Linked DNA regions of Mus musculus: regions 1, 2, 3, 4 and 6 are each linked to region 5. A link is a contact called in public Hi-C and promoter capture Hi-C data. All regions are on one chromosome and are shown on one strand. Each heading gives the region's core, a stretch centred on a gene start, on an enhancer-like site or on the middle of the called end of the contact. The rest is flanking DNA. Distances are from core to core; before and after follow the strand shown. Region 1 has its middle 13 kb from the start of Gm35388. Region 2 holds the start of Med4 (mediator complex subunit 4). Region 3 holds the start of Rcbtb2 (regulator of chromosome condensation (RCC1) and BTB (POZ) domain containing protein 2). Region 4 holds the start of Lpar6 (lysophosphatidic acid receptor 6). Region 5 holds the start of Gfra2 (glial cell line derived neurotrophic factor family receptor alpha 2). Region 6 holds the start of Rb1 (RB transcriptional corepressor 1).

What was found. Promoter capture Hi-C pulls out the DNA fragments that hold promoters and counts their contacts. Hi-C and Micro-C count contacts between places; a contact is called where the count stands out from the background.
Region 1: a Hi-C map of pre-B cells shows a contact between it and region 5, with 6 times the contacts expected there. The contact joins the enhancer-like site here to the promoter of Gfra2 in region 5. A contact is called at or near these places in 2 of 39 promoter capture datasets (hippocampal neurons and pre-B cells), 1 of 484 Hi-C or Micro-C datasets (pre-B cells) and 2 of 115 datasets of contacts at active chromatin or transcription factors (large pre-B cells and pro-B cells).
Region 2: a contact with region 5 is called in a promoter capture Hi-C map of pre-B cells, with 5 times the contacts expected there. The contact joins the promoter of Med4 here to the promoter of Gfra2 in region 5. A contact is called at or near these places in 2 of 39 promoter capture datasets (hippocampal neurons and pre-B cells).
Region 3: a promoter capture Hi-C map of pre-B cells shows a contact between it and region 5. The contact joins the promoter of Rcbtb2 here to the promoter of Gfra2 in region 5. A contact is called at or near these places in 1 of 39 promoter capture datasets (pre-B cells) and 2 of 115 datasets of contacts at active chromatin or transcription factors (astrocytes and large pre-B cells).
Region 4: a contact with region 5 is called in a promoter capture Hi-C map of hippocampal neurons, with 4 times the contacts expected there. The contact joins the promoter of Lpar6 here to the promoter of Gfra2 in region 5. A contact is called at or near these places in 3 of 39 promoter capture datasets (embryonic stem cells, hippocampal neurons and pre-B cells) and 4 of 115 datasets of contacts at active chromatin or transcription factors (astrocytes, epiblast stem cells, large pre-B cells and 1 more).
Region 6: a promoter capture Hi-C map of pre-B cells shows a contact between it and region 5, with 4 times the contacts expected there. The contact joins the promoter of Rb1 here to the promoter of Gfra2 in region 5. A contact is called at or near these places in 1 of 39 promoter capture datasets (pre-B cells), 1 of 484 Hi-C or Micro-C datasets (embryonic stem cells), 2 of 115 datasets of contacts at active chromatin or transcription factors (large pre-B cells and pro-B cells) and 1 of 9 other capture datasets (embryonic stem cells).

Annotation. Positions count from the first base shown.
Region 1 is chr14:73,113,548-73,118,401 of GRCm38.p6, forward strand. No RefSeq gene overlaps it. Among named protein-coding and RNA genes, the nearest start is that of Gm35388, 13 kb to the left of the region's middle. Within about 2 kb of position 3,599, at least 152 of the 459 cell types and tissues checked have an H3K27ac peak or open chromatin away from gene starts, as enhancers often do. A contact at or near this core is called in hippocampal neurons, pre-B cells and pro-B cells, where this site is marked.
Region 2 is chr14:73,508,380-73,513,371 of GRCm38.p6, forward strand. Med4 (mediator complex subunit 4) reads left to right here and starts at 1,670. Exons shown (of 7, transcript NM_026119.3): 1 at 1,670-1,806; 2 at 2,776-2,842. The coding sequence starts at 1,682.
Region 3 is chr14:73,140,749-73,145,224 of GRCm38.p6, forward strand. Rcbtb2 (regulator of chromosome condensation (RCC1) and BTB (POZ) domain containing protein 2) reads left to right here and starts at 1,762. Exons shown (of 15, transcript NM_001170694.1): 1 at 1,762-1,845.
Region 4 is chr14:73,234,449-73,239,161 of GRCm38.p6, forward strand. It overlaps Lpar6 (lysophosphatidic acid receptor 6), which reads left to right and starts at 3,443. Exons shown (of 1, transcript NM_175116.4): 1 at 3,443-4,713. The coding sequence starts at 4,153. All of the region lies in intron 17 of Rb1 (RB transcriptional corepressor 1), which reads right to left. RefSeq lists an enhancer at 1-1,878.
Region 5 is chr14:70,887,815-70,892,679 of GRCm38.p6, forward strand. Gfra2 (glial cell line derived neurotrophic factor family receptor alpha 2) reads left to right here and starts at 2,293. Exons shown (of 9, transcript NM_008115.3): 1 at 2,293-3,080. The coding sequence starts at 3,041.
Region 6 is chr14:73,324,209-73,328,629 of GRCm38.p6, forward strand. It overlaps Rb1 (RB transcriptional corepressor 1), which reads right to left and starts at 1,614. Exons shown (of 27, transcript NM_009029.3): 1 at 1,315-1,614. The coding sequence starts at 1,433.

The DNA.
Region 1 (4,854 bases), core at 2,349-4,848, 2.2 Mb after region 5:
TGCAGTCAAAACGATGCTATACTTAAAAGATGCTGCAGACTCTACCAGAAGACTTTCATATGCTAATGCTAACAAACACATCCAATAAAGTTGGGGGATATGAGAACAATATACAAAAATCAGCAGCTTTTTATATACCAATAACAAATTTGCTCAGAAAAAAAAAATAGGAAAACTATCCTATTCTCAATAGCTTCCTTTAACAGTACCCAGGAACAAAGTGAAGGCAATAAAAGACTTTTGTGAGGTAAGCTTTTAAGATCTATTTTTGGGCTGTAAGAAAGCTTAGGAAGTAAAAGTGTATAATTACACACACACACACACACACACACACACACACACACACACATACACACACACACGCACGCACTGTAAATACCTGTGGCGGTCCCAAGGACAACCTCAGATTTCATTCATTGCCTTCCTTGTTTCTGACAGGATCTTTGTTGTACAGTACTGTCTACACACCATACTAGCCAGCCTACAAGCTTTCAGGAATTCTCATGTGTCTGCGTCTATCTTGCCATGGAATTACATGGGATTACAGACACATTCTTCAGTGTCTAGTTTACACGTGTTCTAAGGATTTGAACTCATGTCCTCAAGCATGAATAGCAAGGGCTTTACCCACTGTGCTGGGCTAGCTTCATGTCAACTTGACACAAACCAGAGTTAGCTGAAAGAAGAGAACCTTAATTGAAAAAAAATGCCTCTATAGGATCTGACGGTAAGGCATTTTTTAAAATGGGTGATTGATGGGGGAAGGCCCAGTCTATTATAGGTGGAGCCATTCCTGGGCTAGTGGTCCTGTGTTCTATATGAAAGCAGGCCTAGCAAGCCATGGGGAGCAATCCAATGAGCAGCATCCCTCCATGGCCTCTGCATCAGCTCCTGCCTACAGAATCCTGACCTGTTTGAGCTCCTGTCCTAACTTCCTTCAGAGAGTACCATGTAGAAGTGGGAGCCAAATGAGCCCTTTCCTCCTCAGCTTGCTTTCAGCCATGGTGTTCCATCACAGCAACAGAAGTCCTAACTAGGACTCCCCCTGAGCCAACCATCTCTGGAGCCTGATGATTATGTCTTGCTAAGCACAGCCACCTCTTCTATATTTGTGCGTAAGCACAAATCCTGCAACTTACAACATGATTGGACTGCTACAATTTGCATTTTGTAGCCCTTTTCTGTCACTGGGAGAATATAAAGTCAACATTACTGGCAGATAATAGAACAATAGGCAAACCAATGTGAGACATACTATATCTCATAGCCACGGAGGCTAGCCATGAAAAGCCTGCTTGCTCTAGTTCTTGGAGGAAGGAATATTTTAGGGGCTTTCTTTGTGTCCATTGAACTATTTCTTTCAGTCTTCGCAGAAATCATGAGAGCGGATATCTTTTTTTAATTTATTTATTGTTATATGTATCTACACTATAGCTGTCTTCAGACACACCAGAAGAGGGAGTCAGATCTCATTACAGATGGTTGTGAGCCACCATGTGGTTGCTGGGATTTGAACTCAGGGCCTTCGGAAGAGCAGTCAGTGCTCTTAACCACTGAGCCATCTCACCAGCCCTGAGGGCGGATATTTTTATTCAGATTTTACAGATAGGGACAGAACACTGTGGTGCAGAAACTCAGAAGTACAGGGTCCTGAACATGGTTGCACCACCAGCAAGGGCTGTCTCACACCCGAGCTGTGGTTTTTCACTCTCCCAGACTAATAACTAAAAGATACCCACAATGCTAACTAAGTTCTTCCACCATCCACAGTCCTCAAGCCAAATGGTCCAGCATTCAGGCATGGCCACTGAACCTTGACTGGGAGCAAAGGGAAGTTTCTCTGCAGAACCTAGCACAATGTTTTCCTCGTCCTTTCTAAGATACCCCAGTGCTGCTGTCGCTGATCCAGACAGCTCATCCACTTGTTGTCTACCAACAGCATCATCATGACCTTTACAGGCAAACACCAGAGCTGAGGGAGTTTGCAGAAAAGTTATCTTAGAAATGCTTTAGGGCTGCAAAGATAGTTCAGTTGATAAAGTGCTTGCCTTGCAAACATGAGAATCTGAGTTCAATCAACCTCCCTCCCCAGGACCCACGTAAAACTCCAGTGCATGATGGTGTGGGTTTAATCCCAGCCATGGGAAGGAAGAAATGGACACATTCCAGGGGTTTGTTGGCTAGCCAGCCTGAAGGACTTGTTAAGTTCCTGGCCAGTGAGAGACCTTATGTCATTTTTAAAGAGAAAGGAAACAAAAGCAAAATAAGGTGAGTTGGGTATGGTTGGCACACACCCTTAATCCCAGCATTTGGAAGGCAGAGGTAGGTGGATCTCTGAGTTCCAAGCCAGGCTGATCTACAGATGAGTTTCGGGACAACCAGAGCTATACAGAGAAACCTGTCTCAAAAACAAAACAAAATAATAACAAAAACGGCAAAAATTTTAAAAAATTTAAAATTTAAAATAAACCTAAGGTGAGCAGCTGCCTGAGAACTAGTGGAAGCGTGACAGGTTTTCTGGTCTTCACATGCATGCATGCACATAAACTTGTACCTGCCACACACACACACACACACACACACACACGCACACGCACACACACACGCACACGCACACGCACACGCACACACACACATCTATGCATACACATGAAGAAAAGAAAATACTTTAAAAATCCCTTCTATATAAACACCGTTGGGGCTGGGGACCATATTTGAGCCACTACAAGAGAGACATAGTTGCATAAATGCCTATAATCTCAGCACTTAGGAGGCTGGGGCAGGATGTCTCCTGAGAGGCTCTGCCAGAGCAGATGTTTGCAGCCAACCATCAGACTAAGCACGGAGACCCCAATGGAGGATTAGGGGAAGGACTGAAGGAGCTGAAGGGGTTTGCAGCCCCATAGGAAGAACAACAATATTAACCAACCAGACACCCCCCCCAGCCCCCAAGATCTCCCAGGGACTAAACCACCAACCAAAGAATACACATGATGGGGCTCATGGCTCCAGCTGCATAAGTAGCAGAGGAAGGCCTTATCTTACATCGATGGGAGGGGAAGCCCTTGGTCCTGTGCAGGCTTAATGCCCTAGCATAAGGGGATGCTAGGGTGATGAAGTGGGAGTGGGTGGGTGAGCACCCTCATAGAAACAGGGGGACGGGGAGGGGATAGGGGGGTTTACAGAGGGGAAACCAGGAAGGGGGATAACATTTGAAATGTATATAAGTAAAATAACCAATTTTTTTTTTGTTTTTTACAAAAAGAAAGCTTAAGGCCAGTCTGGGCCATAAAGGAAACCCTGTCTAAAATGAAAATAAATTGAGAGAGATGAGGGAAAGAGGGAGAGAAGGGAAGACAGATAGAGGGAGAAGGAAGGGGAGATGGGAGCAGAGAAAAGCTTTTTAAAAGGTAGAGTCACAGAGAACAGTCCAGCATTTGCTCCCTTCCTGCAGTCATGTGTCTGAGCACTGATACTCCTCACTTGCGTGCCAGGGAGCTGCTTCAAAAATGAAACCAGAAGACTCTTAGCCTGCAGGTGGCTCTGGTAGCCAGAAACAGATGTACGTTCTACAAGGACAGAGAAGTAGGGCAGCATATTTTTTTTTCCAAAACAAAGACTGAGGAAACCACAGCTGCAGTTGGTGGGCAGGCGGCATCCTGGTTCTGAGTTTGCAGCGCCCGAAGGAGGAGTTTTGAGGCCAGAGGAGAGGCGGGGTCACCCAGGAGCCCCCGCATTGTCAAGATTTCAGAGACGTTTCTCAAAGATAAGCGCATTATTATTTTTTTCTAAAAGGAAATACATAAAACTTGGGGTTGAAATTAAAGACTAATGTTTTCTCCCACAATCACATTAATCTCTCTCTCTCTCTCTCTCTCTCTCTCTCTCTCTCTCTCTCTCTCTCTCTCTCAAAGTTGAAAATAAAGAACCATGGTGTTTTGATCTCTGTGCTGTATGCAATGGCAGACATATGCTGGCAAGTTTAAGATGCCTTTTCAGCTACAAATATTAATCACATAGCCGCCTGGCCATGATGGTGCTGGTCTGACGTTCCATAGCCTGGGAGGCTGAAACAGCAGGAATATAAATTCAAGGCCACCTGGATACAGAGCAGGTTACAGGGCAGCCTGAAGCACAAGAAACCTATCCCATTTTGGTGATATCTGCCTCACAGGAAACATAGAGAATTATGCCTTTATTATCTTGCCTTGTCCTGTGAGACAATAAATCCCATTCTCCAAAGACTTACACACATTGGATCCCTACTGCCTCCTTGTGGAATCCCATCAGATGTCCCTGGCTTTTCTAGATTGTCAGATCCCAAGATGGAAGCAGGAATCTGAACCCTGGGCTCCAGGCTTTGTCTGCCAGCACGTTGGAAAAGCAGGGAGCCAGATCCCAGCCCAGACTTCACAAATCCGAACGCTGCATTTATGAACCCCTAGTCTTCACTGTCCTGATGGATTTGAGATAGGTCACCAACTTGTATGAATTAGGGCAGAGTCAGAGTGAGTCTTGGGGCTCTTGTCCTCTTTTGTGAAATGAGGGCATATTGGAGTTCATAGGCTAAAATCAAGGTGTCTGCAGGGCCAGAAAGCCCTGGAAGATAGTGTGTTTTCTTGCCTGCATTTCAGAATCAGCAAAGGCCAGTCATGTGTTCACTCCATGTCACTCCACCCTAACCTCCTCCCTTCAGGCTGTTTTCTGTTGGTATGAACACCCATGAATTTGATTTGAAAAGAGAGGATTCATCTAGGTTTTTCAGTTCTGGGCGCTGCAAATCGAAAATCAGGGAGCCACATCTGGAGAGGCCTGTGCCCTTTTGGTAAGCCAGCCATGATGACACGCATCTCT
Region 2 (4,992 bases), core at 420-2,919, 2.6 Mb after region 5:
CTTTTCTTTTCTTTTCTTTTCTTTTCTCTTCTCTTCTTTTCTTTTCTCTTCTTTTTTTCTTTTCTTTTCTTTCTTTCTTTCTTTCTTTCTTTTTTTTTTAGAGATTTGTTTATTTATTATATGTGAGTACACTGTAGCTGTTTTCAGACACACCAGAAGAGGGCATCAGATCTCATTATGGATGGTTGTGAACCACCATGTGGTTGCTGGGATTTGAACTCAGGACCTTTGGAAGAGCAGTTAGTGCTCTTAACCTCTGAGCCATCTCTCTAGCCCTACACTATTTTCTTGAATGACAGTTTACACTATTGATTCATTCATTTCAACAGTCACCTTGAATAAAGAGCAGAGCAGTTTGTTGGAAGATATACAGGCCTAAAGATGAGTTCCGAAAACCAAGAAGGTAACCCAGCTAAATGCCATCTGATAGGGGGTACGGTTAGCACATACAGGAAGTATTATTCAGACTTCAAGGGAGGGGTATTCTGGCACCTATTCCAATGTACATGAACCATGATAGCATTATGCTAAATGAATCAGCCTGCTATAGGGGCTCAGCATTCAGTAGGCTGTAATGAGAAAGTGAGTTCCTTCTTAGTTTAGGACTAGTTTACACAACAAGATTCGGTCTGAAAAGAAGGAAAGAAAGAAAGAAAGAAAGAAAGAAAGAAAGAAAGAAAGCAAGCCAACCAAACAAAGCCCAAATCCCCCAAAACCAAAAAATAATAACAAGCAAACCCCCAAGCCCCAAACTAGAACATGTGATTCTACTCATTCAAAATGCATAGAATAGCCAGACAAACAGAAAGTACAGTGTGGTTTTCAGGAACGGGAAGTCAGACCTTCATGAGCACACCTTTTTTACATTTTACAAGTTGAAGAGTTTTGGGGATGTTATTTAGCCGCAATTTTTTGTTTGTTTGTTTTGTTTTGAGACGAGGTTTCTCTGTGTAACCCTGGCTGTCCTGGAAGTCACTCTGTGACCAGGCTAGTCTCTAACTCAGGAGATCTGCCTGCCTCTGCTTCCTTGAGTGTTGGGATTAAAGGCATGCCTCACAACTGCCTTGCTTAACAGCAATTTAGTGGCAGTGAACCCTACACATACAATGGTTAAGATACTGAATTTTAGTAGCGGGGCATGGTGGTACACCCCTTTAACCCCAGGACTCGAGATGCAGGCAGATCTCTTGAGTTCGAGACCAGCCTGGTCTATAGGCCAATTATATGTATTTTGCTACCAAACAACGGAATGGGGAGGGAAGAAAAGATTTTACTTCCTGCTCTAAGTTTACTACAACTTCACGAGAGACCAAACTTGATGGCTGGGATTTTATCGGAATACAGACAAAATAGAAGTTAATAATTATGTAATTTCCCCAGTTTAAAAAAAAAATCTTTTGTTAGAAGCCTTCCACTGATGCTGAGGAAATAAAACCCAGGAGACTGGGAACTGCATCTCTCATCCTGGGTCCGGTTGGAGCATGTCAGATTGGAACGAGTCACAAGCCCTCCTTTGCCCTGTAGATGGCGCTAGAACTGTAGTGCACCTCCAGGCACATAGGCGGCGCTCTAGCCGGACCTCTCCGTCCCGACCTCTATTACTCTTCTTTCCTTCTTCCGGTTCCGCCCCTCCTGTGGCTAGCTCACACTGCGCATGCGACGGCTGGTGGTCAGCGGGGCGATGGCGGCTTCTTCAAGTGGTGAGAAGGAAAAGGAGCGGATGGGAGGCGTTTCGGGAATGGCCGGCCTTGGCAGTACGCGAGAGCGGCTTCTGTCTGCGCTGGAAGATCTGGAGGTCTTGTCGAGGTAACCGCGGCCCGGGAGCCTGCTCCGGCCGGCTCGGCTGTGGGCGCTGACTTGGGTAGGCGGGCTTGGGAGGCTCCGTTGGACGTGGGGTCTAGGGCCTTCGGGGGCTTTGGGCCGCATTTCCCCGCCAAGGGGACATCTCAGTCACATGACCTGGAAACCAAGGCAGTCAAAACTTTAGTAGCCGGTAAGAGGGGCAGATCCGAGCCCCCTCAGTCATTGACACGCAACAGACATTTAAAAGCACGCTTCCCCCCAGTAGTCAAGGGGAGGCTAGATGCCAACACGAAGGAGCCCAGGGTGACAGGAGAGACAAATGTGTTAAAACGCTATGGACCAGATTTCTAAGGGTTGAGCCGCAGCCTCCTGCAGTCCACCGATGGGATTCCTATTCTGGTGGTAGCAGGGCACACGTCCCCAAGAAATGGGCTGCTAGTCAAATCAGATTTGTTAGGCGTCTGATAGATAGCCCATCATCTGAAAAAGCCTGGAAACATCAGGCAGGGCACAGTGGGGTTGGCTGGTGTGTGGCCGAGATAGAGTAAATTGGATGTCACACTCCACATCGTCGTGATAGTCTTAAATCTATCAGTTGAAGTCTTATCAAGGGAAGGCAGCCATGGCCACCGTCTTACAAGAAAACATAATTTACACAAATGGCAGCACTATTGGCCTACAGACCTACATAGTTGAGTCAGGAGGTTTTCTTGTAAATCACAGCTGAGTCTTTATCACGTGCAGTTAGCCAGCGAATGCTGAAGTGTTTGTAGTCACCATGAGAGTCCAGCATGTTAGGAGGACCATAAACCCAACAATCGGTTGGGGCAGGGAGCAATTTAAACAGTTTCTTTTGTGTTTCTACTGTGTTATGAAAAGGTTTCACTAGATATCTGAGGCTGGTCTGAGTCCTCCCAAACACTGAGTTTACAGGCAAGTATCACCATACCGTGATGGGTGTTTTTCTTTTAGGGAACTCATAGAAATGCTTGCAATTTCAAGAAATCAGAAGCTATTACAGCTGGAAGAGGAAAACCAGGTAAACTTTTTGTTGTTGTTTGTTTGTTTTTTATTAAAAAGTTATTAATGCCGGGCAGTGGTGGCTCGCACCTTCAATCCCACCACTTGTGGGGGAGTGGCAGGTGGATCTCTGACTTCCAGGTCTACAGAGGGAGTTCTAGGGCAGCCAGCACAGATAAACCCTTTCTTGAAAAAAAAATAAGAGAGATAAGTTAATGTTTGAAAGTTCATATTTATTTTGTGTGAGAGTAGGGATGCTTCTTGAAGTCTTTTAAGTTGATACTTAAAAAAAAAAAAAAAAAAGCATTATTTTATTTTTGGGTTTTTCTGAGATTGTCTCACTGCCTGTTCTGTAATTCCGTAGACCAGGCTGGTCTCAAACCCACAGCCCTTGGCCTGCCTCTGCCTCCGAGTTCTGGGATTAATAAAGGTCCGTGTCAGTGTGCCCGGCACATTGATACTTTTCTTTATAGCACTTATGTAACACAGTGCCTATGAAAGTTCCCAGCCATACATAGTGGCTCACACCTTAAATCCCAGCACCGGAGTGTCCCAGGGAGACACATCGCTGTGAGTTGACGTTCTTCCTGGTCTGGATACAAATTTTATTCCTTACTTTTGAGTTAATCAACACAACCTTACAAAATGGAGACAAAGATAGAATGCTGGGAGGAAGTTGTTATTATAAACACCTGTATGTTGCTGCTTTATCCCCGTGAAACTTGAATGGAAATCAAAGATCCTCTCACTCTTACACGCTATGTATACTGTTCATCCATTCTCTTTCCTTTCCTTCCCTGTGCTTTCTTCCTTTCTCTTTTTGGAGTGTGTGTGTGTGTGTGTGTGTGTGTGGAGGGGTAGTGTTCAAGACAAGGTTTCTCTTTGTATGTAGCCTTGGATACTCTAAAACATACTCTGGTCACCACAGGGTCATAAGAGTGGGTGAGCTGCCCTGCTTCCTGATGGCTACAGCGCTTAGGAGAATTGACGCCGCACCTCACCAGGACGGCACAGTAGAGCTGTCCCTGGGTGGGGGAGCATAGGTGACCCAGCCCCGAGCTGGCCCAGCCATTCATCTACTGTGAGGTTTCCTGGGTGTGGGGGGGAATGCCCCTTACCACCTACAGTAGTTGAGAGAGCTGGCCCTGCCCCTTGCTGCCTGCAGCACTTTGGAGAGTGGGCCCTGCCACTTGTCTGTTATGAGGTGGTGTGGGTGCAGGGGTGATGCCCTCCCCCTCTTCCCCTGTCATCTGTGGTAGTCTGGAGAGTCGGCCCCAAGGCATGAATATAGGAGACTTAGCCTTGCCCACTCCCTAGCTGTAGCACTCAGGAGGGTGGGTCTGCACCACCTGAGCTAGAGCTGATGGTGAAGGTATGGGTGAGCCAGCCCTTAGGGTGTGAGAGCAGGAGAGCTGGCCCAGTCCCTTGACTGGGCAGCACAGTGGAGCTGGCTCTGGAGGAGTGTGTGCAGGCGAGCTGGCTGCTGCCAATGGTGGCACTGGGTGGCCTATTGGGAGTAGTGCTGAGAGCTCCCTGATGGTGCAGATAACAGGGAGCTGCCACCCAGGCCCAGATCCAAGTGTATTTTTCCAGTGTCATATCTCACACCTGCACCCTTTGGGAACCGCCATCCTGCCTCCTTATCTTTAAGATTTCACTATCTTTATGTTAACAGTAATGATAATTATTAAAACCTATGAAAAATAGTGGATTTAAATTAAGGGGTGTGTGTTGTACTCCACCACCACTATCCAGCTCCTTGTCTTTTTTTTTAAGATGAGTTTTTATGTAGCCTAGGCTTGCCCTGAACTCAGTGATTCTCCTGCGTTTACCTCAGTGCTGGGGTTACAGGTGTCACCATGCCTGGCCTGCTGAGCTCTTGTGTTATAACATGCATTATGTCACGAGTCTTGAGAACAGCCTGGCCTGTACTAACACTATTTAATAAATGCTGTTATTAGTGAATCTTTCTCGCTAGAGGAGAAAAATGGGCTCATGCAAGGCAGTGATTTTTCCTATGTCGTACTACTAGCAAATGAAGGGCTGCAAACTGAACCCCAGGCTCCTGTTGGGTATTAACCTTTGTGGCCTTTTGCCATATCTGTATACCATCTATTCAATTGTACTGTGTTTTTAACCACCTCATTCTTCAGACTACCTGCATTCTAA
Region 3 (4,476 bases), core at 512-3,011, 2.3 Mb after region 5:
ACCACTGGCCAGAAATTTGTACAATCATTAGTCAAAGAGCATTTTGTTCAGAACCCTGCTGTTTCAGGCACAAGGAAGAAAGAGCTGAAGAAACTAAAGCGTCGCCTGCCCTTTTGGGGGAGGGGTTCAAATGTTTTCTCTTTCCTCCAGCTTTACATAGAGCAGTGAAAAGGGTCACTCCCCAAGCCTATCACTAGACAGGTACCCTATGAGCAGACAGTATGCTACCCTAGCTCCGTGACAACTCTGCCTTCTAGGACAGACATCCATAAACGCCTCTGAATTGAACTCATCAAAAAATGAAACGGGGTTATCTATGATGGTGCATGCCTACAACCGTATCTGAGGGATTGGTTGGTACGAAGAGTTCAATGTCAGTTTTAGCCATTTGGTCTCAAAATACTTTTTGTGTGTATAATTGCGTCACCTAAAGCAACTGCTTCAATTTCAGGTCTCTTGGTCCATCGTCATCATATGCCATCCAGGGTACCATGGGGATGCAGCAACTGTATCCCTGTACTTCTTAGATATACTCTTGTTTGTTCGTTTTGTTTGTTTCTTCGTTTTGGATTTTTGAGACAGGGTTTCTCTGTGTAGCCCTGGCTGTCCTGGAGCTCACTTTGTAGACCAGGCTGGCCTCGAACTCAGAAATCCACCTGCCTCTGCCTCCCGAGTGCTGAGATTAAAGGCGTGCGTGTGCCACCACCCCGGGCTTAGATATACTCTTAAGAGGTTTATTATTGAGTGAATATAGCCACTTACTTTGAACAAAAGGACTGTTGAATTCTCTATCACTTTAAATGGCTAACCAAAACATGCCTACTTCTTTGACTTACTTATAAGACTAACTTTCTTACATTGTAACATATTTATACCACTGAAACAATCCCTGCATTGATCATGGTATTTGTTGTTGGATCCTATTTGATGACATTTTATTTAGGATTAAAACAATATGTCATCTTTGTCAGGTTTTATCAACATGCTTTGTGAGATATTAAACAGTAAAATGCTCTATTTTAAAGGCAAAGATTTTGGGCCCATAAATTATTACGTGACACACCAACCTCACACTTTTTTCTGGCCTTCCACATCTAGTCCTAACTTCATTTTCTTTTCTCTTTAAGCCCAGCCCATTGTTATAATAAGTTCACAGACTGTTGTTTAGCCTAAGCTGAACTTTCAGCCTCAGGAACCGTGAACTTGCTCAAGACAAAGAGGGGATCAAGCCCGCCTCTTCCAAAAAGCCCTTTGTGGATCCTGTGACCCAGCTTGCAGTTACACTGCTAAGGCCTTCATTATCTGACCCACTTTTTAAAGTCATTTGGAAAGAAACCACATGGTCAAGAGGTAAAAGAAGCCCTGTGGAATGAAGAGATGGATTTGAGTCATCTCTAATCATATGGCCCAAGGCAAATTACCCAAATCTCCATTGTCTTCCCCTAAACTGATGTGTGTGTATATATATATATATATAAACACATACATATATATGTGTATATATTTATTATATATAGCACAATGTTTTAATGTATGTATATAATGTGAGGGCAAAGATCAAGCAAGAGGAGGAGGGATGGAGGCTACGATGTTTGAGGCTAACTTGGGCTAATACAGAGCCCCTGTTTCAAAGCCATAACATTATCTCTTCTCTTAGGACTTTCTAGTGCACACTGCTCATAACTGTAGCCACTATGTAGCATAGCAGCCTTCTTTCTGAGCTTGCTCCTCCTAACTGAAATTTGATCACTAGCCCCACAGGCTCCCTTCTCCCTAGTCCCAGTAACCACCTCTCTACTTTCTGTTGGTGCGACTTGACTTTTTCAGTGCTCCTTAATGAGATCCGTAAGTATTTGTGCTGTATGTCTACTTTGCTTAACATCCTCCAGGTTCATTCCAGATCGTCCCAGGTGACAGGATTTCCTTCATTTTAAAGTCGGACAGCTCTCTGGGCCCTCAAACAAGAGACAATGAGGTGGGCCTCCTGGATGGAGTTGCTAAGACTGGACTAGCGCGCACAGAATGCAATTAGCCTCTTATTTCGCAGCAAGCAGGAAAACCAGCGCCTTTGAATGTAAGACCTAAAACCAGAGAGACACAGCTTCCCCGAAATCGGGGCACTAAGCTAGAAAGCGGGGTCCAGCACAGGGTCCCCAGAGAGGCCAGGGTCGCCGATCCCGGCCGAGGAGGGAGGCGGGGCGCAGCGCGCAGCCCCCTCCCTTCTCTTTGTCCCCTTCCCCTTCCCTCGCTCCCTTGAACTCTCTCCTCCTCCTCTGGTTTCTCTTCTCGCTCCCGCGGCCCCCTCCTCCCCGCACGGCTGAACTCGAGCTCAGCCCGCCAGGCCGGGCCGCTTCAGGGGGAGGCGCCAAGTGTCTGCTGTTCTTGGCCCCGGGCGAGCAGTCCCCGCTGCCGGGGAGCGGAAAGGACGCGCGGCGCGGAGGTAAGCCTGCGTGTGGGCGGCAGGCGCGGGTGGGCGGGCGAGTCCCGGGGGCGAAGGCCAGGCGGAGGCCTCACCCTGCGCCCGGCCCGGTGCGCAGCCGCTGCGGGGGCAGGGCGCAGCGCCAACCCACCCGGGCCGGGGCCCGGCGCGCACGCGCGAGCCCGTGGACCAGGTCGCTGGGGTAGCTCTGGGTTCACGTCCCTTCCCGGGCCCTGGGACCGCGTAGCGGTGCGCATGCGCGCAGGCCCAGCCCGGGGTCCGTTTTGTGCGTCGCCCCGAGGCCACGGCTGTGGGGTTCCCGCTTCCAGTTGGGGGAACCCCTGCCCCTGGTGTCTCCAACCCTCCCGTGCACGCGGCGCGAGCTAGCGGTGACGTTTCCAGGACTTTCCGCTCTTTCCCGCCCGCAGCCGCCTCGCCGACCCCATGGCGGCACACGCTTTAGGCCTTTGGTCCCCGAAGTGGAGGGATGGCTGGGAAGGCCTGGCTGTCCTAAGGGTTTTCAGTCCTTTGGGCGTTGCTGAGGCCGGAAGTGGAGGAGTTTAGAGGTGAAAAACTTTTCCCGATGCCCCTTCTTGGCGGCGATGGAACTTCCGCCTGAGTTGAAGCTAGGCTTCCAGCCGCCTTTTTGCCTTTCTTTACAAGGTAAAGATTTAACTCGGACTGTAGCAGAGGACACCGAGGTGCTGCTCCCTTGCACACCCTGAGATTGCCCTGGCTGCACGGACTAAGCTTGGCCACATTGGGCCACTTGACGAGTTTGTTGTGACAATCAGAGAGATTTAATAAATGTGGCCACGTTGGGAAAGGGAACAAAGAGAGGTTCAGTGACCCAGGACCCCTTAGAGGCCCTAACTTGAAGTTTAGGTTTAAATCGTGAGCAAGGGGTGTATGTGCAGAGTTGGCCTGGTCCAGGTTTGGTCCGGCCTGTCACTGACCCATCCTGTCTCGTCTCGGCTTCAGTCACAATTCCTTGGAGTCCAAAGCCTGATACCTGAACGGAGAGGCGAACATGTTTCTCTTTAGAATTATCTTCCATCCTGATAGAACGGTTTTGGCGATTAAAGCCGAGTAAAAGAGACCGAGTTCACAGTCCTGTGGAACTTGGTTCTTTAGTGCATTCATGTGATGGTCACTGTTTAACGGTCATTGAGTCCGCTCTGTATTCGCACCTTCCTAGTAAAATCTGTCACCGTATTGGACAATGGCATGCAGGTAAGTCAGTTTCCAGGGCTACTATGGAGACTAGCAATGCCATAACTTCTGTGCTCTCTAGTCACGTGGTTATGAGTTAAACCGAAAAATCCCGATACTTTCAACTCTTACCTATACACTGGGAAGAGCAGTGACACCTGTCACAGTGGCAGTGCTGTAGGACTCAGGATGGAGCATCGAAGTATTCCCTCCTAAAAGGACTTTCCATTCACCACAGAAAATGAAGAAGTCAGAATCTTTCATATAGGAAAAACTAAGCAAATAACCTCTGCAGGTGTGCTCAGAAAAACTACGTAGCCAACTTTCCGTATCCTTATATTCTGCAACCGTGGATTCAACAAATCTTGAATTGGAAATATTAAGAAAGACCCTTGACTGGACATATAGAATTTGGGGGAGGGGGATTATTATTAACAATAAAATACATCAGCGTTTTAAATTTAGTTTTTTCTTTTAAGACGTGTACTTCACTGGCTCCGACTGGCCTGAACAATGTGTCAGGGTAGCCCAGGTTGGCCTGGGATTGAAGAGCAGCTTCAGCTTCTCCAGTATTGAGGTCACAGGCACCAAGCCTGGAAGGATAGCAACCACCCACACTAGTGTTAGTCCTAGGGCTGGCTGGAAGTACACAGGAGGGGGTGTGCCTGGCTGCATGGCACATTGCTTCTTTTGTAAGTGACTTGAACATTGACAGAGTATAGACTTGCTGGGGTTTGGGTCCTGCAGCAGTCTCACTCTACTCTGGCTTACTGTACCTTAATGTCCCCCGACATGAAGTCATGGAGATGACTAGTGTGATGCCATGATTTCAGCGATCCCTAGAG
Region 4 (4,713 bases), core at 2,193-4,692, 2.3 Mb after region 5:
TCTCAAGGTCTGGGGTGTGGGGGTAGGGCGGGGAGGCTGGTGGTGCAGAGGGGTCATAACTCTCTTAAAGCCAGGGCCCTTACTGCTATCTCTTGGTTCTGCTCCTCCCCCCACATCTGCTTCAGACTTCCTGTGGTTCTACCAGGGCCTCACCAAATTAACTGGCTGGGATTAGGAGTGCTGGAATGAGTCTGCCTTTCCCTGTAAGAATAGAGTCCTGCTGATTTACTGGGTGTAATAAGGAACTTTGACTTGGCCCATTCATTCTGTCTCTTACACACATTTCTTCCTCTCTGTTCCCTCTTCCCCTCTGTGGTACACATGTCTTGTCCAGGCTAGTTTCAAAATTCTTAAACAGTAAGGATAAAAGTGACTTCCTGATACCAAAGAGTGAGAAAGCAAACGTGACACCTTAAACATTCAAAGAATTCAAGGAATCTGAAGCAAATAAAAAGCAGGAAGGGAACTTTGTAGAGCCTAATTCCTTTCTTTTACAGCCAAGAAGCCAGAGTCCCCACAGGAGCAAAGGAAAAGGACTGAAAAGGACAAGCAGAGTTCTCTGCTGGGAGCTCTTTGCACTGCATTTTCCTACTCCCCGACCCCCTTAGAAAAAGATGTATAGTCTCTTTTTATTGCCTACAGCACATGCTTTATTCATGCATAAAGAATCTACACTAGTAAAAGACAGTCTAGATTCCTTCTAGATTTTTCTATAGAGAAAACCCTTCAAGTGTTTCAGGGATTTGTTTTGGAGAATAGCAGATAGTTTTGGAGAATAGCTAGCAAGGCTTGAAATCCTCCTTCAAATCTGCTTCTTGTGTGCTCTGAGTCATGGTGTCTCAGAGTTCCAGAAAGGTAGGATAAAACCAGGGCCCAAGGAAGGAGATTTCAAGGGCCCTGGAGTCAGATCCTGTGCACTAAAATGGTAAACTTTACTCTGCACTGAACCATATATAGTTAATCTACCAACTGATAATATGCTTAGCTAGAATTGTAGTTTGACATTTGATGCTTTTCCTAAAACAAAGCTAATAACAAATGTCCTTTCGCAACTAAGTATTTTTGTCAACAGGAAAGCACACACATGGATACACATGTGAAGATCCATAGTGCATTTCAGAGCTGAAAGGAGACTTTCCCGGATACTCTTATTACATAAAGGCAACACATACACAGTTCTAAAATAAAATGTATCAGATTCCTGCCATCATAAACCTTCCTTTGTGTCTCAGACTACCATATCGTTTTTATTTTACCACTGTGTAAATAAATTATTATTTAAGATTTTATTTTAGTTAACACTTATTACATTTAAACTGAATAATGTTTAGAATGGATTTGTTTAGAATGGTGTTAGAGTTTCACTTAATCACTTGCTGGGATGCTGGAGTCTGAGCACAGGGCCTCCTACATGGAGCTCCAACACTGTTCCAACCTGCAAATCTTAAAGTAAAAACCTTTTGTAAGTTTTTTTCCCCCCTGTGTATGAGTGTTTTGCCTTCTTGTATGTCTGTGCACTGAGTGCACGCAGTGCCTGCAGAGTCAGACGTGGGTACTGGATATCCTGGGACTGGAGTTACAGACAGGACTGAGCTGCCATTGGGTGCTGACAATCAAACCTGGGCCCTTTGAAAGAACAGGAAGTACTCCAAAATGCTAAGACATCTTTCCAGCATGCCCACCTAGGTATAAGGATTAAAGGCATGTACTACCACGCCCAGCAAATTAGTAACCCTTTTAGACAGACTTTCCTCTACAACTCTTTTTCACTAAGGTATAATCTACATATCACAACATCCTAAAAATCAGCTGACAGTATATTTTACTTATTTATTTTAAAGACCTATTTATTTTTATGTGTATAAGTGCTGGCCTGCATATATGCATGTATATCACATTCATGCATGTTTTCACAATGAAAGTAAACATGGACAGTACCAGGACATAAAACGATTATAATTTGTAAAAATGACAATAAGGGGGCTGGCAAGATAGCTCAGAGGTTAAGCACATTGGCTGTTTTTCCTAAGGTCCTGAGTTCAGTTCCCAGCAACCACATGGTGCTCATAACCATCTATAGTGAGATCTGGTGCCCTCTTCTGAACTGTAGGTGTACATGCAAGCAAAACACTGTATACATAATAAATCGTTTTTTAAAATGACAATAAGGAAACTTAAAAGTGGATCACTCAAATTTTATATTTTTCCTAAAATAACTATTAACAGAAAAGTTTCTTCATGGAGAAGAAAATGTTATTAAGTGTCCCTTTTTTCATTACTGCACTCAAAGTTCCCATCTTCCAATAGGAACACATTTGCATCTGTTTTCCACACCAAAACCAAAGCAAAGAAGTTCAGACCCTCAATCTTTACCGCCTATAAGACTGTATTATTTGATCATAGATGACTTCCTAATCAAAACAATAAAAAGATTATAATTCACCATCAAAAGTAATCAAATTTAAAAGGTATAGAACACATGATACATGCTCTTAAGTATACATCTTAATATGTAAACTAAGGTGTCTATAGAGAAACTTGCTCTGAAATGCCTTCACTGACCCCAAATGAAGGGTTTCAGCTTCAAATTTAGAGATGAAAGTAGATCTGGAATATACCCCAACACACAGCCAACATGTAAAAGAAACTGAAGGGAGAGACGGAGGAAAGGAGAATAAAATCATGGAAACTACATTTAGACAAACAGTAGAACTGAGATTCTCTGCTGTAAGTTATTTCAATTAACTCAGAAGGGGGGAGCCCGTTTTACAAAGCACACTTTCCCACTATGCTTATATTAAGTTGTGGGCAAAAGACTGACACTGTACTAAAAGTAAAAGTTTTGGAGTACTATTCTCACTACTGAGTTATAATCCTCCGGGGGGGGGGCATACTTAATGTAGTCTTTGGTGTATTAAAATTGAACTAGCTCTAGAAAATTAGTTTCAAAGAAAAATGTTAGAACATTATTTATCAAAAACTAAAGAGATCCAGGATTAAAGCTACTCACAATCATGCCAATTAAGTTAAATGCTGGAGAGCAATTAAAAAACACCAGATACTAAGAGAAGCAGGACTGCCTGCCTCAGTCAAAGGCTTTATATAAACTCTTAAGGTTCTGCCTTCAGGCACAAACAGTTCTTTAATGTGCCACTCATATCGCCTACATTTCAATTTATAAACATATATACACCCATCTGCATTTTATTTCTTTAAAGAAGGCAATATCCCAACTACAAGAGCAATAGAAGAGAAAGAATCTACCTTATGTTTCTTTCTTTCTCTTACTTATTACTAACTAAAGCAAATCAAACCACTTTGGAGAAGTTGTCAGAATCCCCGGAAAGCATTTTGGCATAAAAAGAGTTAACACCCAACTCAGCTGGGCAGCCAGTGACCATTTGCAAGCCTCCTAGGTACATTCCCAGCAGACACATTATCAGATTAAAGGAACTGCAAACAACTGGGTTGAAGCCTTCCTTTGTCCAAACCCAGCCTCTTCTTCCTGTGATGTCATATTACAAATCTGGGAAGGCTTTCTTGCTCACTTCAGAGACAGCCCATCTCACAATACAGCTGGCAACCTCCGAAAGGCCTCTCCATTCAGCAAGCGCGAACATGCTTAGGAATTTATCTGGGATCCCTTAAACGACTGCCTATCGCCGTCCGGAATCAATGTAGAAATACAAAGTTTGAGAATAAAAAGAAGGAAGAAGTACCCGAGGACGACGGGCGGACGGACGCACGGCGAGTGTTTGTGACTGAAGTAAAGCTGGTTTGGACCCTGGCGGCTGAAGCACAAGTTTCCACGCGGACTGGTCTGGTCCGACTTGGAACAGTTTTTCCTTACACTTTCAGCTTTATGGGTTGGCTTCCTTGACTGCATTTTCTGTCAGTTAACTAAACTCCAGACTCATGGATTTTCTCGACCAGAAAATCAGACTATTTTCCTGAATAATCTACTAGAAACTTTTACGGAACACATTTCATGTTTCCTTTGAAGAGTTAAGAGAAGAAAGTATTTGTAAGAACAGGAAAAGAAACAAATACTTTGCAAATAAACTGGCTGCTGCTGTGACCACATCTGAATAGCAAAGGCGATCGATCAAGCGCTGCGGACAAAAGGCCTCCTGTAAGCTGCACTGCCTGACAATGGTAAGCTCCAATGGCTCCCAGTGCCCTTATGACGACTCCTTTAAGTACACTCTGTACGGGTGCATGTTCAGCATGGTCTTCGTGCTTGGGCTGATATCCAACTGTGTTGCGATATACATTTTCATCTGTGCCCTCAAAGTGAGAAATGAAACTACAACGTACATGATTAACCTGGCAATGTCAGATTTACTTTTCGTCTTTACTTTGCCATTTCGGATTTTTTACTTTGCAACACGGAATTGGCCATTTGGAGATCTACTCTGTAAGATTTCAGTAATGCTGTTTTACACCAATATGTATGGAAGCATTCTGTTCTTAACCTGTATCAGTGTAGATCGATTTCTGGCAATTGTCTACCCATTTAAGTCAAAGACTTTAAGAACGAAACGAAATGCAAAGATCGTTTGCATTGCTGTGTGGTTCACAGTGATGGGAGGAAGTGCGCCTGCAGTTTTCTTTCAGTCGACCCACTCTCAGGGGAACAATACCTCAGAAGCCTGCTTTGAGAACTTTCCAGCGGCCACATGGAAAACTTATCTCTCCAGGATTGTGATTTTC
Region 5 (4,865 bases), core at 1,043-3,542:
AACTCAGCAGAGCATATCCTTGGCTGTCTTCTATGGCTTTCTCAGCCCACTTAGCTTTTTTTTTTTTTTTTTCTCCCAGAACCCTCTCCCCCTAGTACTCAACTAAGGCTAACCGAAGGTAAGGTCTGAGTAATGGCGGGATTGCTTAGCATTAATTTTGAAGGAGAGGCCTTTAAGGGAGGTGGGGTAACACCTGGATCTACAGAAGGGCCAGGAAGTAGGTGAGTGAGTGGAAGAGGCTTAATATATTTAGTGGTGAAGCATCCAGCCTCTGGCTTCTGGGCTAAGAGTTTCTAGAGGTATATCTCACTGCTTTTCATCTTCTAACCTACATCAGATGTGTAAGTTCCCCAATGTTTGAAAAGAACCTAGGGGACTCTGGGAAGTAAAAAACAGCAGAGGGATGGAGGATTGACGAGAGAAGCCAACGCTCCCCTGCTGCTGCTTAGGCACTTTTCGTTGGAACTCTCCCCTACCCAGCTGTCACAGTGGTGTTATTTTTGGGTGTAGGGTCTAGGATCGTTGTCTCCCAATGGCCAGATGAAACGCCTGTTCTGTGCCTTCCCGCCTAAATCCACAAGATGGAAGTTGCTCCCTCTAGCTTTCCCACTAGCAGCTAAGGCTGCTGGTTTTGTGAGTGACCCCCTCTCTTCACACTAAACACACTACCACTTCCTTTATTCCACCGCCTTAATATTTAACAATGTATTTTAGAAGACACTCCCAAATAAGCTTGAGATGGTGACAGCTTTTTTTTTTTTTTTTTTTTTTTTTTTGGCAACGTGGAAAGTTGACGAAGCATCGCCTAAACCTGGCTCCGGGAGTCGCATGCAAGACATAGGAGTGCGAAATGCCAGGGCAGCCGAAGGTGTGTCAGAGAAAAGCGTGGAACTAGGGTGCCGGGTGTGCGTGGGCTGTATGATCCCGAGGGCGCTGAGACATGTGTACTGCCTGTCTGCCGCCCTGCCACCTCGGTCAGCAACCTCACTTCGCCTTCAACCCTTCTCCAGCCAGACGCTTCTTTTTTCGGGGCTTCTGGGCTTTTATTGTAAATTCTATGACTAAATTACGCCGGTGAGCTGGGGCCAAAGACAGATGGATAAATTGTCCCCCTTCCCGGCTTGGGGAGGAGTCTCCATCCGGAAGGGTCTCCACCCTCAGCTTCGGGAACCGGGAGTGGCCTTAGTTCCCCGACTAGCTCTAGGGAGTCCAGGAGATCTCTGTGTGCGGGGAGGGGGTGTGAAGCAGAGGCCTGAGTGTCCCTTGTTTTGGGGCTCCCCAGTAGGGTGGGGTGTCAACCCGGGCTGGATTTTTCCCGCGCAGTTCTGGCTGGTTCACTGGCCTTGGAGGAGGAAGTTGGGACCCCTAGACAATCTTCTCTCTGGTCCAGGGGAGGAGAGACCAACTGGGGAAGAGGTGTCTGGAATGGCTGCAGAGCTGGTGTGTGTGCCTGTGTGTTGGGGAGCGCGCGCGGGGTGGGGTGGCAAGCGAGTCACTAGTGTGCGGTAAAAGTTCTTGAGCTCTGCATGCAGAACACACGAATAGGAGCGCGGGGTTAGACCCAGGGAGATAGGGTTGGCCTACAAGGGCGTCTTTGGGTTCCCTAGTGCTTTTGGGAAGACTCTCAGAACGGCTCCCCACAAGGAATACATCAGCTTGCAGAGTGGTGCTCTCTTTTTCAGACCTGGACCACCACGCCTGGGTTTTTCTACTGCCCTGCCCCCATGCCTCTAGGATGGCTCCAGCACCCGGGCCTCAGTGTCTCCCTAACCTCGTTCAGGCTTCCGAAACCTCATGGCTCTGGGGGTCCAGTGCAGGGGCAGGAGCACTTGGAGAACGCAAGCCTTCACCTAGCCAGGATGAGACATTGCATGGAGAGGAGGGGGCGGGAGGCTTCGTTGGTTTGAGCGTGGACACTGGCCGGGGGATCTAGTCGGTTTTCCGGCCAAGGCAGCAGGCTGGTCCCAAGGGCGGGCAGTTGAGCCGAGGGAGCCAGCGGTGGAGCTCACCCCTAGGCCAGTGTTCCTGGGCGCCAGCGCCACTCCGGTGTAGCTTCCATCACCGCCGAGTCGCTACCACTGCTGCTGCAGAGTGTAGCTGCTCCGCCGCGCTCCCGCGCGCTGCGCCGCCAGCCGCCAGGGAGCCGGGGCGCTGAGCCCCGAGCAGAGGAGAGGGGCGAGGCGCGAGAGCCTAGGCGAGGAAGCCGCGAAGGGGGAGGGAGGGAGCAGGCGGGCGGAGGGAGGAGCAGGGAGAGAGGGAGTAGGGAGGGGAAGAGAGAGAGAGAGGGAGAGTGAGGGAGAGCGGAGATCGAGAGCAAAGAGCGAGAGCGAGGGAGAGGAGAGGAGAGGAGAGGAGAGGGAGAGAGGAAGGGAGGAAAGACACACGCAAGCACAGGCACACCGGCACTGGAATTCCATTAGAAAAAGTGAGCCGAAGCAAGGGATAGCGGGAGAAGATTTTTTTTTTTTTATTTTGAATCTTTTTCTTCGTCTTGGTGCCAAAGAAGCGACTCTGGTCTCCCGTCCTAGAAGCTCTACTGGATTGCTCCCATCCGTCGGTGGATTTCTTTCCTATTTGCATTTATTCTGACCCCCCTCCCTCGCTGCTTTCTTCCAGTCCTTCACTTTCAGATCGCCTCGCCCCCACCTCTCCAGTCCCCTCCTGGGAAGTGCAGGGGAATTGGACCCACGGGGACTCGCGCCTTCCCGGCCGCGAGAGCGAAGGGCTGGGCTGACCTCAGGACCAGGCTGTTGGCTTAGAAGGCAGCCAGACACATAGCTACGTGTGTTTGATTTCAGTGGCAAGGGGGGGACGTCGAGAGGCAGCCCACCGCCCGCCTCCCACCCCTCCCCCTCCAGCCAGCAGCGAGAATCCCTGGACTCGGGATCTTCAACCGGCGGCCGCCTGGCGGGATCTCCGCATTGGATTTGGGGGTCGTTATCATTGCTTGGCTGTTATTATTACCGTTGTTATTTTATTTTTATTTTTTAAACCTAAGGGAGAAAGACACATACACACAAAACTGTGGGATTTATTTAACATGATCTTGGCAAACGCCTTCTGCCTCTTCTTCTTTTTAGGTGAGTACCTGCAGGTGGCGAGTCTGGGGGTCACAAGGGGCTGCGCGCGTTCAGTCGCCCACTGGAAGCTGGGCATGCGGGGGTGGGCTTGGGGGCTGCAAGCAGGGCGCCGTGGGAGACACCGGGAGATCGCGCCAGGCTGGGAGCCCGGGCCTGGGGCTCCGGGGAGCCGAACTGCCTGGGAGGCTCTAGAGGAGGGAGCTGTGCAGCGGCTAGCTGGTTGCGCGGAGGACCGAGAAGGAGACTTCCAACATTCAAACCATCTCCGCACGCACTCCCGTGCCGCGCGCGCGCACACACCCCGACACACACTCTTACTTGCAGGCCGTGATAGCGCTCATTTCCCTCAAAATAATGGGTTCAATTTGCAACAACTTAGGAAGGAAAAAAATGCAACTGTTGGTGTGAATGAAAGGAAGGATGGGGAGAGGCTGGCGGGACGCTATCAAGCCTGCCCCTCCTTTCTGGAAGGCTCTCAGAGTCAGTGGGTTTCGGCAGGAGGTCTTGGTTTGGACGTTTGCGGGGAGTCCTTGTAGTCACCTCCTACTTGCCAATCAGTCTCAGGAACGCACCCTATCTCTCCACTCTCTGTAGCACTTTGCAAGTTTCTCCCTACCCACGGCCTCCCTTTCCAAGCCAGATGGGTAGGTGGAGCTCAGGCTTGCAAATGGGTGTTCAAGGCCTTCAAGAGCAACAACCCAGGGGCCTAGGGCATGTGACACGGGAAAGAGGAGGCCAAAGTTTGCTCCTTGGAAAGAAGATGGTGCGGGGGAATGCAGGAAAAGGGAGAAAACAGATCTTAACAAAGACCACTTACTGCTCACCCCATAAGCCCCCTCCCTCTGTGACAGGGAGGAGCGGCTGCCCAGTGGTTCTGAGCTCCAGCAGGCGCCTCCCCACCTCCCCTTATACTTTGTAAAATCTCAGCTGCTTGGGAAGCAAGGTCTAGGAATAGTTTACAGGTAAAGAAAAGATGCTTTCAAAGCTAAAGGCTATGTGTGGACCCAGGGTTCCCAGGCAAGGTTACTGGTAGGGAATTCTGGAAAATGTGTGTGTTTGTGTGTGTGTGTGTGTGTGTGTGTGTGTGTGTGACATCTGCTTTTAGTCCAGGTGCTGTTCTGCTTGTTGGTAGACCAGAATGAACTGGCTACCAAGCAGGGATCAAGAAATCACCTTTACCTTCAGCAGAAAAGGGCTCTGGATAGCCCAGACAGGGAGGTAGCCTTTGCTTATGGAAGATATGCATGGTCTAAGAAGTGCCCTCCAGATTGTAGGGGATTTGTAGTCAGGGTGAATAGATATTGGCTGTATCTTTGCTTGCTCACAGACTTTCTACCTCCCAGCTATGCATTCCCAGGGGACATAGCCCTGCCCTGGGGTGTGGCCTTCACCATACTTGCTTTCTCCACATGTCAGTAACCCTGTGGGTGGGAGGGACAGGGTAGGAGGGTAGAAGATGCTCTGGGCTCACTTTCATCCCTTTCCAGCAGCCTTGGGGGAAGTGAACTCTCATTCTGAATGAACTGTCACAAAATTTGACCTTATCTTCATTAATGGTCTGAAAACGTAGCTTTCTAGGGTCTTAGAATGATCAGAGCGAAGAAGAAAGCATTGCATTTCAGGTAAAAAGTGGCCAGATTGCCTGCTGTTGAGTTACACCCCTCCCTCATAAAGGATGCATGCTTCCAAGTATAGGGGCCCCCCTCTGAGGGGCAGTGGTATATGAGCACAATACCCTCCAGTATCAGACCCCATGTTGCACATTGGGTGATCCTAGCTGAGGAG
Region 6 (4,421 bases), core at 364-2,863, 2.4 Mb after region 5:
ACAGAGAGCTTAAGGCAAGCCTGGGTTACAGAGTCAGAGTAATTAAAAACAACAAAAACACCCCCTCCCAAAAAAACAAAAACAACAACAACAACAAAAACTCGAGAACTTAATGATGGGCTAGAAATTGAAGGACCGTGAGAGACAAAAACAACTCCCATCTACAATGGATCTATACTCTCAAAACTAGTGCTGACAATAACAACAATCATATTGTTTCAATTTCTGTTACTTAATCACACAGTAGCACAGTCAAGAAAAAAAATGTTGAAATACAATAAATATCTCTCTGTTGTTCTTATTGGATCCACATGAACTTAAGTTTAGATTCCACTTAATAAATGGAGAGAAAAGTTCTTTGAGAGAACACAGTACCAAACACAAGACCAAAAAAGAAAAAAGGGAGGGGGAGGCACCAGAATCCGTGAATGCTCAAAGGCAAAAGGCAAGAAATAATGAAGCATGCTGCGGGCCAATCAGCACGCAAGAAGAGTTCTACCCTGAAAAAAAAGGGGAACAAAGTTTAGAAACTTCCAAGCCCTTGCATTTAAATGTCTCCTGAAACTTTTGCCCACATACCAGTTCTTCTAAGAGTTCTGCTCCATCAGTCTCCACAGATGGCTTTAAATCCCCCCGGGCCTCAAAGCATTGTTCTAAAGAAACCCCCACAAAGCCCGGGAGCTGAGGACCCCGTGAGCAATTGACACCCACGACCCTGCGCTTTGCCTACAAGGCTTTTCTTGGCCTCTCCCAGGACCAAGCTGCCGATGCAGCGCAAGCTCAGAGAGGGCAAGGCTCCCAACTGTTGCATCGCAGGACGACTGCAAAAGAGAAAGTCAACCCACCCCGGGGGTGCTTCGGATCTCCACGGAGAAAAAAGGGAGGAAGAAAGAAAACAAACACCGGTCGAGTTTTTTTTTTCTTTTTTTAAATATTTATTTCAATTGTTTTTGCATCTGACCGGGGCTCTCCGGGACCCGCCGGCTCCGCGCCTGGGCGTCGCTGGAGTAGAGCCTGCACCTGTCACTTCGCTCGGGAGCAGGAGCCCCACCCGCCCGACACCTGTCAAGCCGCAGCCCAGACCCCTTCGGGATGCCCTCCCCGTCGCCCGCGAGCCCGGGACCGTGTCAGCGCGCCGCCGCCACCCCCGCAGAGATGGGGGACCAAGGGGACCCCGGAGACCCGGGGCGCCGCTCCTACCGCCAGCCCGGCCCCGCCGAGATGCGCCCGCCCGGCGTCCCCGCCGGGATGCACCCGGCGTCCCCGCTCCCTTCCCTTCCCTTCTCTCCGGCCCGCGGCGGCCGCGCTCCTCACCTGGCCAGGGGCAGCTCTTCGGGGCCGCTGTCCTGCGCGGGGTCGTCCTCCCGAGGCGGCGGCGGCGGCGGTGGCGGGGGCTCGGCGGCCGCGGCTCTGCGCGGGGCTTTGGGCGGCATGACGCGCAGCGCGGGCCGGCGCGAGCAGCCGAGGGAGGCGCGCGGGGAGGCGGGCGGGCGCGCGCGCACGCCGGGCACGCCCCGTCCTCACCCGACTCCCGTTACAAAAATAATGGGAACGTCCCCCGAGGAAAACCGGACGCGCCCGGCAACCGAGCGCCCGGGCCAACCGCGGGAAAACGTCACTTCCGCCCGCGGCGTCACGTCCGCGAGGCTCGCGGGCCGCGGGCGTCAGTGGGGAACCGGGGCGGCGGTGGCGGCGGCGGCGGGCAAGGGCGAGGGCGAGGGCGAGGGCGCGGGCGGGAAGCCGCGGGGAAGCCGCGCCTGCCCGGGCCTGTCTCCGCCCGCGTCGTCCCCGTGGGCGGCGCCAGCCGAGGCGGGGCCGGCCCGCTGCGAGGAGCCGCGGCCTCTGGGAGAACGCTGGACAGGGCGCGCCCCTCGCCCGGCCCGCGCGGCCGGCAAAACAAAAACAAACGTGCCGGGCCAGTGGGAGGTGGGCTCGGCCCGGGTGGGCGGTCCAGGGTGGGGCCATTGGTGGCCTTCTGGAGACAAGGGAAGATGGGCGATGCACGCACAGACTATAGTCTTTTGATGGGGAAACAGGAGGCGCGGTCCGAGCGGGACAGATCTTAGCGGGAAAGTAGCTTTTGAAAACCAGTTTGCCAGGCGGACCCGACTTTGAAAAATCGCTTACAAACGCGTTTGAGACGAAAGCAGAAAACCAGTTGGCCGTGTTCATGCGCACGATCCGGCCTCCTTTCATAATGGTTTCTCCGAGACAGCCGGTCAAACTGGGAAGGTCGGCATTCCACTTTTGCGGGTTGGAAGTGGGGAGTTCGGGGAGCCAATTTGCCCGCGTCACATAGCAGGTCCCTGGCAGAGGACTCGAACCCAAGTAATATTTGTCTGACCATGTCGCCGACGCACAGACACCGGAAAAGAGCATACTTTATACTAGAACTACCTACCGCCACCAAAAGCTGGCTCAGCAATGGTAGCTTTTCTAGTTACGTTTTACCTGTCAGTCAACATAATTTTCTCCCTTTGTCAGTCCTTATTCATACAACTCACTAATTGAAGTGCTGTGAATAAAATACAGTTGTTGTTCTGGTGTAAACTATCTTGGAACAGCTGAGCAAGGACTGAGGAATCGAGAACTTAATTGGGTAGGTTGCAAGCCTGGGCTTATTTTCTGCCTTGATGTCAGATGAGTGAAGGATACATGGGCCTCCTTCAATTTTCAGACTTGCCTAACTTCAGAAGCCTTCTAGAGACCAAATGTTTGTCAGGAGGTAGAGCCCCAGGCCCTGATGCAGCCACGGAGAATGAATGGAATTAAAATAGCACTTGAGTTCACTTTGTCCCAGATTTAGGCAAGAGCTCAGGCTACATACAGTCTAGGTTTGGTGAAGATAAAAGATAGACTGTGGGAGCCTGATCAAATAATATACAGAAATGATACAGTCCTGCCTCATAATTATCAGAGAATGTGACACTTGGCCAATTGATGCCACCTTGGTATTTGTGGCAAGCTACTCTTAAGTTTGAGACAGAATGGCAAAGGAACTTGGGTCCTCAGACGCGTAACAGAGCTGGTGACCGGTCATCTCTGCTGGTACTGACCTCAAATCAGCTGATGGTCAGCTATTTGTGTCAGAAGTCATTGTAACATGTTTCCCCCATAAGCCCCTTTCAACACACAGATCAAAGTTGAGCCTGACCTGGTAGCTCAGGCCCATAATGCTCAGAGCCTAAGGCAAGAAAATCCCAAGTTTAAGACAGGCTTTGGCTATAGAGTGAGTTGAACTCCAACCCGGGCAACTTAGTAAGACTCTGTTTTATAATAAAAAGTGAAAAGTCTGGGATATAACTTAATAGTAAAATGCTTACCTAGCATGTGAGGAACAGTGATTCCAATACTCAGGGACAAAGAGAGAGAGGCAGAGGCAGAGACAGAGAGAGACATCATTACAGCCTTAGAATCTAATAAGGCATTGGCCACATGAGAACACAGGACAGCCAAGGAAAGGCTGGGGACTTACATTAGCTCTGCATGTGTAGATATGACTTGTTTTATTTGAACCTAGTTCATCAATACGATTGCAAATGAGTTTTTTTTTTTCAATTCTTGATCATGAATGTAAAAACCTGTTTCAAAAAATAAATAAATAAATGGGGCAGCGCTGGGAATGTAGCCCAGGAGAGGGGGTGTGTGCGGAGGGGATTTGGTGGTGAAGGAGAAATGGAGGCAGGGAAGGAATTTGAAAAGGCATTTAAAGTGTTTGTGTTTCTGGTAGTTTGCCACCTGGCTATTGGACACCTCCTTCCTCAGACTCTCGAGGTCTTCAGGTGGTCTGCAGCGTGTGTGGGGCTGTTGGGTGGGATGGCTGTGCTCTTGTCATATGCCAGGGAAACTTTAAGGTGAGTTTGACCCTCGCTACTCAGAATAAGTAGAAAGCTGTAAGAATATAAGTATTCATTGTTATTTTCAAAGTCCTTTTCTTTTTTTTTTTTTTTTTTTTAACTGAGCGTGGTTTTGAAAACTCACGGCTAAATTAAGGATGTAAAAGTTTTGTCATTTCTTTTGGATTTTATAGTAGGTTTTTTTTTTTTAAACAAAGCCTGTCTCACTTTGTCAGTAAAAGACACACATCTGTAATGTATTAGTAACAGCAGTAGTAGTAGATTTCACAATAGTCACAGAAATTATTCCAAAGAATTGAAGTCCTATGGGTTTCTCCTGACTTAACTGAGAACTGTAGTCTCTCATGTATCTAGTAGGAGGCTGAGACAGAAGGATTCCACATTCAAGGCCTGCTTGGGTCCAAGAGTGAGTTCACAATTAGATCCTCTCTCAAAATAAAAAAAAGTTAAAAAAAAAAAAAAAAGATGGTGCCAGGCTGGGATGTAACTCAGAATACTTGTCTAGTGTGTGTGGGCACCAGATTCAGTCTCACGTACTGCAAAATAAAAATAAATTCAGTCTCC